Regions from separate parts of the Sus scrofa genome. Here regions 2 and 3 are each linked to region 1. Evidence: chromatin contacts called from public HiChIP or PLAC-seq and promoter capture Hi-C data. All regions are on one chromosome and are shown on one strand. Each heading gives the region's core, a stretch centred on a gene start, on an enhancer-like site or on the middle of the called end of the contact. The rest is flanking DNA. Distances are from core to core; before and after follow the strand shown. Region 1 holds the start of NCOA5 (nuclear receptor coactivator 5). Region 2 holds the start of DNTTIP1 (deoxynucleotidyltransferase terminal-interacting protein 1). Region 3 holds the start of SLC35C2 (solute carrier family 35, member C2).

Region 1 (4,136 bases), core at 446-2,945:
TGTATGTATATATTTTTTTCAGATTCTTTTCTCATATAGGTTACTAAAAAATATTGAATATAGTTCCCTGTGCTATACAGTAGGTCTTTGTTGTTTATCTATTTCATACATCAAGTGTGGTTTTTTGTTTGTTTGTTTTTTGTTTTTGTCTTTTCTAGGGCCACACTCGCAGCATATGGAGGTTCCCAGGCTAGGGGTGGAATCGGAGCCATAGCCACTGGCCTTCGCCACAGCCACAGCAACATGGGATCCGAGCCATGTCTGCGACCTACACCACAGTTCATGGCAACACCAGATCCTTAATCCACTGAGTGAGGCCAGGGATTAAACCTGCAAACTCATGGTTCCTAGTTGGATTCGTTACCCACTGAGCCAGGACAGGAACTCCTCAAGTGTGGTTTTTTAACCTGACCCACAAAAGGATATCAGGAAAGCAAGTGAATCCACAAAATCATGAGACTTCTCACCTAGAGCGAGCTAACAACTGGGATAAAGTAAAGGGAAAATCTCTGGGAGTAGGAATCCCTCTCTGCCTTCAGAACCTCTCAGCAGAGGTGGGAAACCAGACAGCTTCCATTTTCCCAGGTGCCGTGATGAATTATGAGGATCCAAAGGTCAAGCATATCTGCTGATAGGATCAGACACATCCTGCACTATTCACAAGGAGAAAAAGTAGACAATAGAGTGCCTCTCAATTTCTCTCCTTCAGCTATTTTTGTTTGTACTCAAGTGTGATTATCCGCCTAACTCTATCTTTCTGCTAGACAGTAATCTCCAAGATAGCAGGGATGGGTCTGCATTTGCTCATGCTATTGCCTAGCAAATAGGTGTATAATAAATCCTAGAGCCACCTAGGAGGTGTATAATAAACATTCAGATTGAAAATCAGTGAAGGAAAGAGCATATGAGTTAGTGTCAAAGAAATCTTATTTCCCATAGTGTTCATATTCCACAGCCACCATTTTTATTTTGCATGCACTCCTCACAAGGAGAAAAATGAGACCCCATGGGGTCTGGGACATTTCCTAACTAATAAAAATAAGCCTACCTGATTCATATAGCCATCACTGTGATTAATAGAGTGTATTTACAATTGGGTGAGCAAACTCCATTCCCTGTGACACATATATTCTACAGATTAAATAAACAATACAACATTTTATGTGCTTCACAGTCAACAACTACATTCTGGTAAATTTATTTTGACATTGAATGAATATTCCAGAAGGAAGTCAAGAATATCACCAGAAGCTTTTTGCCTCTTGTCAGTGAAACTAACAGGAAACACAGCCTACTTAAACGTTAACTTAAAACATTTTCTCTACCTTTCTGCTCCTTGTGATCCAGAAGTTATAGGAATGTATAAACTAGTCCCCAATACAAACATCTGTAGGTATTGAGGTTTATGTGAGGCGACTCCAAAGTATTCTAGGATTCAAAGGATCTGTTTCTACAGTTAGGAAAGGCGGCACCCTGAATATAAAAAGAAAGGCGAAGCCCTTTTAGGATATAGGGAACCGGGCCTGGGACCCAGCTTCAGCCGGGGACGCCGTTACTAAGCAACCCCACGCTTCTCCAACTGCCGCCCAACCCACTTCCCCGCCCTCATTGCTAAGGAGATCGATGCTCCAGCCTTGCCGCAAACCTGAGCGCTCTTGCGACATTGCCGCGCCTGCCGCTGCGTGCGCGCCCTCTGCCCCCACTCTCCGCCCCGGCCGCCATTGCCTCGTGCCCGCGCCGGTCGGTTGGTGGCGCCTTTGTCCTACGGCGGGCAGGTGGGCTGAAGCGGAGGCGGCAGCGGCGGGCCTGAGGCGAAGGAGCGGCCGGGAGCCCGCCGCGCTGGTAGCGGTGAGTGCGGGGAAGCAGTAGCCGTCCGCCGAGGCGTGGGGCTGACGGGCAGGCGGTTGAGGGGGTCGGGGCCGGATGGGGACGCTGAGGCGGGAGGGCCCGCTCGACGCGCGGCCACGGTCTCGGCTCCTCTCCGGGTGCGCGCGGGGCTGCGCATGCCCTGTACGGGGCGCGGCCTCCTTTGGCTCCGGTCCGGCGCAGGCCCGGCCTGCCAGGGCGGCCGGTGGTGGACTCTGGGCCGTGGCGCCGCACCGCTGCCGCCAGTTTGTGCGCGACCCGCCGGTAATAGTCGTCCAGGCTCTTCTGTAGGCTAGGGCTGCACACTCCGCGCCACCTTCTCGAAATGCGAAGTCGTTCGCCTGCGGGTCGTCGGCGAGTCGGTGGCGCAGTCGGGATTCGAACCAGGGCCGAGGCGCCGGCCTCACCGGGCGTTCTCCGGGGCGCGCGGCGCGGGGCGGCGAACCGAGTGCTCCGTCCCCCATCGTCGCCGCCTCGCGGCCCCCTGACAGCATCCTCGAGACGTCTCGTTGTTATGTGACCCCACCCACCCATTTTATAATACGGACCTGCGCCCAGAAAACGGGGAAAGAAATCGGGCCCGAGGTTACCCTGGCAACTAGCGACCGAGCCAGCGTCCCAGCTTGCTGACCCTCCGTCTCCGGACCCCGAGCACTTTCCGCACCCAGGCAACCCGCCGGGGGCTTTTTTTTTTTTTTTTTTTTTTTTTTTTTAAGGACGACGTTACCCCGATTTCAGTCTCTCGCGTTGCACTTTTATGTCCGTGTATTCATGTGTACTGCTATTTATTTACCAAATGTTACTTTTTTTCTTTAAGCTGACTTCTTTTTCCCCCTCCGTTTTAATGTGTGTTTAAGGTGGAAACGTAAATCACCAACCGTACAATGGTCATTGAAAAATAAATACTTATCTGTTAAAAATAAACGGTGCGTCCTTGTTCCTCCTGAAATTATTCTGCGTTCCACGCTTTGGGAAACGCTGCTCTAGGAGTATGGGGTTAATTATGATCCTTCTGTCTAGCTTTGTGCACAGAATTTCTCCCTGAGGCATAGCAGATTTCATGAAATGTCTCAGGATCTGGGGGGGTAGTAATTAATATTCTAAGCCTTGTCGTTGTAAACTCTCCTCATTATTGACTTAAGGCGGGATAGTCCCAGAGAACTGCAGGAACTGTGCGCTCAAGGGCACCCTGATGTGCTTCCTCTGTTCTTGCAGCCTTGTGGTGTCATAGTTACCTGACAGTTTAAAAAGATGTGTCTGCAAACGCCGATGGAGCAGTTTGGGTTTTTGACAACTCTCGATTTAATGTTTTCTGTATGAGTCAGTCTGGGTGTGAAAACTAACTTTCACGTTGACTTTTCTGAAACAGTAAAGCCCAAGCTTTGCGTTGGAGTGCTGGAGATCACTTGGTTATATGTTGACATCTGTTCCATCGTTCTGGTTTCTTTGCCTTTCTTTTAGTTCATCTGTCACCTTCCAGATAGTCTTTGAAACCTCTGACACAATCTTTTAACCTAAAACATAGAAACAGTGATTTTTCCTTGTAGAATGTGTTGGAGAAGACCCAGTGGAAGACCCAGTGGCGCACGCCTGTGAACATCACACTTTGAAAAAGGCATTGACAGGTTATTCATCAGTTAACAGTCTTTTGTATTTAAGCTCTGTTTTTGTGTGTGAGAGAGCAAATTTATGGCCGTGCCCACGGCAGATAGAACTTCCCCAGCCAGGGGTAGAACCTGCACTACAGCAGCAACCCAGGCTGCTTCAGTGACAACGACAGATTCTTAACCCTCTTCACCACTAGAGAACTCTTCCCCCTCCCCCCAGATTTACTTTAATTCATCGAGAGAAAAGTCAGAAGTCAGCTCAGGCCATTCAAGGGTTTTTTTTCTCCCCTCCAAGGCTGAGTAAAAAATCCCCTATTCCTTGGAGTTACTTTGTATGAACACAATGTAGAACTTACAAAAGACTAAGGTAATTTTCCTCACAATTCTAAGCAGCAGGCCTGTGCAGAGAGTGAGAATTTTATTTTGCTCCAGTTAGTTTCAGAACTTTAGCAAATGGAGCCTTATCACCAGTGCTCAAAAGCTAAGGATAGGGAGTTCCGGTCATGGCGCAGTGGTTAACAAATCCGGCTAGAAACCATGAGGTTGCGGGTTCGATCCCTGCCCTTGCTCAGTGGGTTAACGATCCGGCGTTGCCGTGAGCTGTGGTGTAGGTCACAGACGCGGCTCGGATCTCACGTTGCTGTGGCTCTGGTGTAGGCCGGT
Region 2 (4,136 bases), core at 1,000-3,499, 270 kb after region 1:
CTAAGTGGGTTAAGAACCCGACTAGTATCCATGAGGATGTGGGTTCCATTCCTGGCTTTGCTCATCAGTTTAAAGATCCAGCACTGCCGTGAGCTGTAGCATATAGCTCAGCAGTTGCTGCTCTGATTTGACCCCTAGCCTGGAAACTTGCATATGCTGCAGGTGTGGCCCTAAAAAGAAAAAAAAAGCTCTGCACTGTTTTGAGTACTAGCTGTCCCCGAACTCCTTGCTTAGTGACCTGAGAGAAAAGCTGCACTTTCCTTCACCACAACCTGGTGTCAGTAGATTTGGCTTTACTGCATGCGGGTGGGTGGACTCAAATTTGGTTCGGTAACAAAAAGAGGTATTCAAATTACCCCCAAAGAGGAAACATGTTCTTGGGGGTTCAGAATTGGAACATTTTAGATATCTGCATGTACCAGAAAGAGCCAGGGAGATTGGCCTGCAGGAAAGGAACGGCCCTTGAGTCTTCACTCCTATTACTTTGTGTCCTTCTCACCTTCATGTACTTGTTGAAGACAGTCTGGATCTCCTCATTGATACTAGGCTGCAGAACAGCTCGGAGGAGATCCATGGAGATGGCAGGATCTGTGAAGCTGCATTCAGGAGGGAGACACAGTCAGGAGGCATGTCCCAAACACATCCTTTGCTAGTCTACCCAGCCAATTAGTTGCACAAGATCCTTTAACAACAGTAAGAGATAATTTTACTGAAAACTAGCTATGTGCCCAGGTTCTGGGCAAACCACAGAGATGCAGAACTTTATTTCATTCTCAAAACACTATGAAGTAGGCATTTAAAAGTGTTCTATAGAGTATAATACGAACACAGAGAAGTTCCTATTGTGGCTCAGCGGTAATGAACTCAACTGGTGTCCATGAGGATGCGGGTTAGATCCCTGGCCTCGCTCAGTGGGGTTAAGGATCTGGCGTTGCCACGAGCTGTGGTGTAGGTTGCAGACGTGGCTTGGATCTGGTGTTGCTGTGGCTGTGGCGTAGCATGGGAACTTCCATATGCTACAGGTGCGGCCCTTAAAAAAAAAATACAGAAAAAGTCTATACGCTTTGTTTTAGTGAACAGGTGAAGAAATATATATATATATATATATAGCCAGCATCCCAAAGACTCATCCTGTGCTCTCTCCCCTACTCTGAGATGGAAACTATTAGCCCCACATTTTTCCTAACTTCCATGCTATTCTGCCTCCTGGAGCCTTCAAACACAGAACCAGTGAATGTGAGGGATCCTGGGCATTGCTTAATCAACCTGCCTCCCTCCTGTGCACAAGTTCAGAGGAGGAAGTGACTTGTTTAAGGTCACACATATAGTTACAGAACCTGAATCTCCTCTTTCTACTGGTCAATGATCTCTTCTCAGCTTGGTCCAGTGGGGAACCAAAAGCGGCCTTCCAAGCCACAGCCTGGAAGGGAAGTCCCACCCAGGGTCAGCCTTACCTTGTTGTCATCTGTGAGCGGCGGCCCCTTCGCTGCACCTGCCGGTGCTTTATCATTATGTTCCAAGGGTTCTGTGGGGGACCAAGGGAGCAGAGGTCACCGAGGTCGGTGACACTGGGGTGGAGGTGGAGGGTGGGTGTTAAGTTAAACCTAGACATCCCCGCTTCTCAGGCGCTTTCATCGCGGCTCCCACCTTGGGGGAGGGGGAAGGGCAGTGGTTGGAAAGCCCGGCTAGGGAAGAGGAACCGAGGAAAAGTCCCAACCGCACTTTTCCAGGAACGTCTGGAGTAAGGGAACTAGTGTTTACCGAGAGCCCACTCTGTGCCTGATGATATGCGAGGCGCTTTATCCTCATTTATGTCCCTCCCCACAACTTTACAAGGCACCTTTCCTTTCGAGAAGAGGAAACTGCAGCTCAGGGGCTTGACAGGGCCGGCCCACGTCACCTAGCTAGGAGGGCAGCACCAGAATTTGAATGAAGCCCGGTCGTCGGACAGCGACAGGGCCAACTCCCTCAGCAGCCCCAGCCGCCGCGTTCTCTCGCCCGCGGGCAAGGGTCCCGGGAGCCCGAGGCCCTGCCCGGCCCGAGCCCAGGCCCCGCCGGGGCCTCCCCGATGGCGCCCTCACCGTGAGAACCAGCTGCCCCGCTGCGCCCGCGTCTCCCAGCTCGGGGCCGCCCCGCTCTGCCCCGCCGGGTCCCCGCGGCTGCTCGGCGTCGCCAGTGGCCCCCATGGCGCCCCCGGCCCCCACAACTCCAGCCCAACTCTGCCACCGGCCGGAAAGTGGCCCCGTGACGTCATTGGAGCGCGCCGCCCACCGCCCCGGAAGCGGGACGCGGCGAGCGGCGGGGTTACCAGGGGAACCGAACCGCTGCGTCTCCTCAGGTACCCGACGCTCAGGGGCAGTTTGGGTGGCTGGGCTTCCTCCAGGGAGCGGCCGCGCCTCGGATGTGCACTTCAGTCAAGGATCGTTCTGTGGCCGGTCCAAGGCCCTTGGAGAAGTGCGAGGCAGGAGGAGGGGAGAAGGTTTCCACCGGCTGGGGTTAAGGAGCGGAGGGGAACGTTTGGTATCGTTGCACCAGCAGTTGTCTTCGAAAACTAGATTTTAATATGCCCGGGACACAGCTGGAATTGAATGGGCCTAATGCGAGGACCCCGAAACCCAACAAGAGGGAGGGGGTCTGGCTCTCACCTCAACACCCACCATTCTCTCCCAGGGGTTGCCTCTTGGCGTCTGAGGGCATCTGAAGGAAGATTCTGGGCTCCTCTCCCCAGACGGGTGATTCTAGGATGAGCTGGGCATGCAGGGGTTTAACAGCTGTGGAGTTCCCCAGAGCCTTAGCTCTGCATTAGACGTAAGAAGTCCCTGAATAGAATTGGATCTACTTATGAATGAGTTACTTTTATCAGGTCATAATGTGGGGTAGTAGGAAGTGTATGAATTTTTTTGTTTTTTTGTTTTTGCTTTTATTTTGTTGTCTTGGCCCATGCCGGTGGCAGGCAGGAGTTCTTGGGCCCTTGCCACAGCAGTGACAATGCCTGGTCCTTAACCCACTGAGCCACCAGGGAACTCTGAAAGTGTAAGTTCTGCAATTAGAAAGATCTGAATTTAAATCCACTATAATATGATTAAGAACACTGACTATGGAATTGGACTGTTTCCTTTGTCCTACCACTTATTAGCTGTGACCCACATCTACTTCTGGGCCTCAGTTTCCCCATTGGTAGGTCACTCATAGGGTTGCAGTGAGGATGAAGTGTATTAATTCATGTAAAGTATTTGGAACTGTGACACTAGTAAACCCTCAAACAATGCTGTCATTACTACTATCAAATTCTAGCAACCGCCACTTAACTTAATGACCTTGGGCAATTTTGCCTCTAAACTAGTTTTCTTACGTTTATAAGATGATTGTGAGGAGGAGTTCCATGGTGGTTCAGTGGGTTAAGGATCTGGCATTGCCATTGCCGCAGTTCTGGTTACCGCTGTGGTGCAGGTTCCATTCCTAGCCCAGGAACTTCCCCCATGCCATGGGTGTGGCCAAAAAAAAAAAAATTGTGAGAAATAAATAAGGTATATAAAGCACATATTGGATCATCAACAAATATCAATCATCTCCTTGCTCCAGTATCAGCCTTTTTTTTTTTTTTTTTTTGCTTTTTAGGGCCGAACCCATGACATTTGGAGGTTCTCAAGTTAGGGGTCGAATTGGAGCTGTTGCCGCTGGCCTACACCACAGCCACAGCAATGCCAGATCTGAGCCTTGTTTGTGACCTACACCACAGTTCACAGCAACGCCAGATCCTTAAGCCACTGAGCGATGCCAGGGATCAAACCTGCATCCTCATGGATGCTAGTCAGATTCATTTCCACTGAGCCACGATGGGAACTCCTCCAGTATCGATCTTAAAACAATAAGGCAACTTCCTGGCACCAAACTCTTTGGCCCTGTTGAGGTTTTTGCCTTGAGCCTTGAATGTTCCCTGCTCTTTAACTTTATGGGGCTAAGCAATGCCAGTGGACATTGTTAGGTATCATGGCTGACCAAAGTCATAAGCAGGATAGATAAGGAAAGGGAGTATAAATGGTCGAGACTACTATTTGAGTCATAGCAGCTGTTCTCTTGGTCATACAGTCCATGAATGGCTTGTGTGAGTTAGAGGGACCAAGATGTAGGTTTTC
Region 3 (4,136 bases), core at 469-2,968, 260 kb before region 1:
TTGGAGGGAAAATAAAATGGGAGGCCAAAAAACAAAAAGGTAACACTTCCAGTTGTGGGCTAAGATTGTAACCTGAGTGGCTGGGAGCTTCCTGTCAGTAACCATGTTTTCAATAAATACTCTTTCATGTACAAACTCGTTCCTATTAACAGCTCTTTCTCTGTACTTGCTCCCTGCCCAAGGGAGCTTTCACCTTGACAAGGCTTCATTGCAGTGTGTCTGGGAGATGTTAGCGAGCTCCAACTGGAGCCGTCAAGAGTCCCTTCCAAGAGTCCCTTCCTCCTCTTCAAGGACTCTGCCCCCACCAAGCTCATGCCTGCGTGCACGCGGGTACACACACACACCCCTGCTGGTTAATGATGCCACAGACTGTCACACCAAGACAAAGTGCTTTCTGCTCAAGCCTGCCGGGTACAGCAGGAAAAGGCATACTCTACACCCGCGTGGACATGTCCTCCCTCTTCTTCCTGCCAGGGACACAGCCAGGAACAGCTCCAGTCCTCATGCCTTACAGAAAAGGCAAGTTCTTCACCCTGTGTGTTGCCGATGCTTGGTGCCCAGCCTACCAGCTGGTGTTTTACGCCGTAGCTCCAAACCTCAGCCTTGGTAGCTGGGAGGCTAGAATGAGGACGGTGATGTAGATACTGCATCCTGCCTCTGAGGGAGAAGAGGCTGAGAATCAGCACTTTCAAAAGGCACAGCAAGTGCATGCAGCCTTGGGGGCTGAATAAAGCCCAGAGCCTGGGTGCCATTGTAGGTGATGGTAAGTGCTGAATGAGCGAATGCCTGCGTGATGCCAGCTGGTGGGGCTGGGCAGCAGCGGCTTGCATAATGAACTGCTTTGACACTCTGGCCTCCATCCTTCTGTTCAGCGAGGCCAGGGAGCCCAGCTGAGTCCATTGCAAGGACTCCTGTTTGCAGCCAGCCTTAGAGCTACAGATCTAGGAGGCAAAAAGTCCCAAACTGGGCCTCAATCTGCAACCCTAGCCTGCCCTAGCCTCCAAATGTTTCCCTCTCTCCATATGCTCTCGGCCTTTTAATCCATCCTGCAAGATGAGGAGGATCCCAACTCCCTACTGGCATTTTTGGGCTCATTGCAACCTGCCCCTTGGTTACTTTTCCAACCATGGTTTTTTTTATAAACAAGTGGGCTCCAAGCCAGGCTCCAGTCTTCTTCTGGCCTCCTTATTTCCTCAGTCTGGGATGCTCTCCGACTCACTGAAATTGAGATCATTCTTTAAAGGTTCAGGCATTCAGAAAATGTTTAATGTTTATTATTTATTACCTCTCATGGATCTTCTAAGTCCTAATATTTAAAGCCCCTAACATCACTCCCCAGCTGGCTTGAGCTCCCAGAAGAAAAAGCCCAGGAGAGAGCTTAGTGTTTCCATGGTTGCCCAGCACTAGCTTGGAGAAAGTAAATACTTAATTTGTAAGCAGCTGACGGTTTTCTGGCTGCCAGAGGTGCGCAGGGGTCTGCAGGAGGCACCGGGGCTCCAGGCCGAGACCCCGGTGGAACCCAGGAGACAAACAACCACAGCCCAAGACCCTGCTCGGCGCGGGGCGCCGGGAGCAACCCGTGAAGCAGAGCGAGGGCGCGCTGCACGGGGTCTCCGCAGAGCGCCCTCGGCCCCGCCCCCGCCCCGCCCCCATCCCCGCCCCGCCCCGCCCTCGGCGGCTTCCGGCAGAAGTTCCCCGGGCGGGTGGCGGCGCTCGGCCTCGCACTTCCGGGAGGAGGAATCCCAAGCGCCCGCTACGAGGTGAGTGGGCGCGCGGCGGGCCTTCGGCGCGCTCCCGGGGTCGGTGGGAGGGGGGACCCGGGCAGGACTGGGAGCGGGGTCCCAGTCTGGCAACGCGTGCCACAGCTTGGGGCCCACCGGGGACCTGCCCCTCCCGGGCCTCGGTGTCCCCGTCTTGGAGGAGCCCGAGGCTCCGCGCGCGCTCCGCTCTCCCTCCACCCCCCGGCATTTCCCGAGCACCCGAGACGTGACCCAGGCAGGCATCACGCCGAGCCAGCCCTGCCCTTGGAGAGGCCGCATCCCGCCGTGGGGTGGGAGTTGGAGATGAACAGTAATCACGTAGGCAAATGAGGAAACGTCAGGCAGTGGGAGGTGCCACGAGGATTAGGAGGGTCCCCTACCCACACCCCTGGAGGTTCAGCCAAGCAAAGGTCGGTGGAAGAGTGTACTGGGCAGAGGGAACAGCACATGCAAGGAAGCACACAGGCTTGTGTTGGACCAGGGGCCAGCGTGGCAGAAAGGAGGGGAGGGAAGAATGAGGTTGCAGATGTGGGCAGAGGCCAGAGGGTAGGAGGCCTTCCTCTTGGGCCAGTGAGGGCCTGGTCTGTTTTCTGTGCTGAAGCCATCCCTCCCGCTGAACTGTGAACTCCAGACCATAGAGGGCGAAGAGGAAGTAGGGATACCAATTAGAAGGCTTGTTAACTTTGAGAAGGTGCTCCTTGGGGGCTCCCGTCGTCATGGGGACTCCCTGCAGTGAGGGGACCTGGACTGGTTCCTGGAAGGAAGGGTAGGATTTGAACAGTGGAGGGACAGCATGGCAGTGATGGAGCAGGAACCGCACCAAAAGCAAGAAGGCGCCAGAAGGCGATTCCCAGGAGGATGCAGACTGCCCCAGCTTGGGAGCTTGGAAGGGGACAGCAGTCTTAGCGCCGGCATGCCCTGGGGTTGCCCATGGGATGTCAGCAGTCAGACTTAATAGGGAGCAGATTTGTCCCCCAGGTGAAATTTAGCAGACATTGTTGGTTGTCACAACTTGGGATGAGGCGGAAGGGATGCTCCAGGCATCAAGGGTGGAGAGACCTGGGGATGCAGTGGAACATCCTCCAATGCACAGGACAGGCCATCTCCCCAAAGAAGATGATCTGGCCCCAAGTGTCAGTCATTCCAAAGCTGAGAAATGTTTGTAGAGAGGAAGGTGCACGGGCCTGGAGTTCTCTTAGATGTGGATTTGGTGCCCATGTGCTCCACTCTAGCTGTGTGAGCAGGAGTCTGATGTGGAGGTGCAGGCAGCAGAGAGAACCACAGAGGAGACCAGTGCGTTGTGTGTGTGTGTTTGGGGTGGGGGGGGGACCATGGTGATTCAGAGCCTAGTGGTGGCGGTCAGGAGATGGGACCCTGTATGGGATTTTTTTTTTTTTTTTTTTTTTTTAAGATAGAGCAGGCAGTATTTGCTGATTGAATGTGGGCCAAGGAAAAGAGAGGAGTCAAGGATGAGGACAAGATTTCTGGGAGTTCCCTGGTGGCCTAGCAATTAAGGATCTCATGTTGTCACTGCTGTGGCTCATCTTTGATCCCTGGCCCAGGAACTTCCACATGCCAAGGATGTATCCCCCCCACACACACACCCCCAAAAAAATCCTGGCCGGAGCAACCAGATGTTGGTGCTGCTGGCTGAAGTGGGAAGATTTGGACAGAGGGTGGATGAGTCCTGGGAAACAGGAGTCAGTCCTGAACAGGTTTGGTCCAAGGTGCCTGATGCTAGACATCGAAGCAGAAAGGATAAGGAGGCAGTGCATATTCTTCTGGAGCCGATGGGGAGGTCAGAGGGAGGGAGCCACTTCAAGGAGATGTGAGCTTGCATTTCAAGGAAGGGGACCGCCTGAGACCACCTAGCACAGCAGTTCTCAGCCCACTGGAAGCAGCACCCTCTTTTTAACGACAGATATTTCCTTAACAACCCCCGCTTTATTATCCTCAGATGAAATTTATGGTGAATAAAAACGATCTACACACAGAATTAAAAAAAAAATTGATGATGCCTTAGCCATAATAGAGAAGAGAAATAAAAGGAAAGTAATTGATAGTAAAATAAAATGCGTTTCAGTATGTGAGTTCCTGGGCAGCCCAGTCCTAGAAGCAACTGTGAAACCGTCCGTGCTTTCACCTCTCATAGAACCTCTGGGAGCGTGAAAGCCACCATGCAGAGGCCTGCAGCTGCAACCCGGTTGTGCTGGCAGCTGGCAAACCATGGCCGTACGTGATGTAGTTTTCCCCAGCCGGGAACTCGTGGTACTGTTTTATCAAAAACAGTTCAACCTCCCCTGAGTGTACGTGGTGTTCTTAGACACTTGCATGCCTGGTAGAACCATGGAGAATTTGCTCTGTGTTAACAGGGGA

Evidence for each region. Promoter capture Hi-C pulls out the DNA fragments that hold promoters and counts their contacts. HiChIP or PLAC-seq counts read pairs in DNA pulled down with a chosen protein or histone mark.
Region 2: a contact with region 1 is called in an H3K27ac HiChIP or PLAC-seq map of alveolar macrophages. The contact joins the promoter of DNTTIP1 here to the promoter of NCOA5 in region 1. A contact is called at or near these places in 1 of 5 promoter capture datasets (fetal liver) and 1 of 2 datasets of contacts at active chromatin or transcription factors (alveolar macrophages).
Region 3: a contact with region 1 is called in a promoter capture Hi-C map of liver, with 3 times the contacts expected there. The contact joins the promoter of SLC35C2 here to the promoter of NCOA5 in region 1. A contact is called at or near these places in 1 of 5 promoter capture datasets (liver), 1 of 47 Hi-C or Micro-C datasets (liver) and 1 of 2 datasets of contacts at active chromatin or transcription factors (alveolar macrophages).

What each region holds. Positions count from the first base shown.
Region 1 is chr17:48,261,508-48,265,643 of Sscrofa11.1, reverse strand. It overlaps NCOA5 (nuclear receptor coactivator 5), which reads left to right and starts at 1,695. Exons shown (of 7, transcript XM_021078317.1): 1 at 1,695-1,848.
Region 2 is chr17:47,992,771-47,996,906 of Sscrofa11.1, reverse strand. It overlaps DNTTIP1 (deoxynucleotidyltransferase terminal-interacting protein 1), which reads right to left and starts at 2,249. Exons shown (of 13, transcript XM_001928813.6): 1 at 2,082-2,249; 2 at 1,455-1,525; 3 at 500-596. The coding sequence starts at 2,186. WFDC3 (WAP four-disulfide core domain protein 3) reads left to right here and starts at 2,163. Exons shown (of 3, transcript XM_013985426.2): 1 at 2,163-2,338. The coding sequence starts at 2,185.
Region 3 is chr17:48,522,694-48,526,829 of Sscrofa11.1, reverse strand. SLC35C2 (solute carrier family 35, member C2) reads left to right here and starts at 1,718. Exons shown (of 10, transcript NM_001185159.1): 1 at 1,718-1,760. It overlaps ELMO2 (engulfment and cell motility protein 2), which reads left to right. Exons shown (of 21, transcript XM_021078300.1): 21 at 1-131.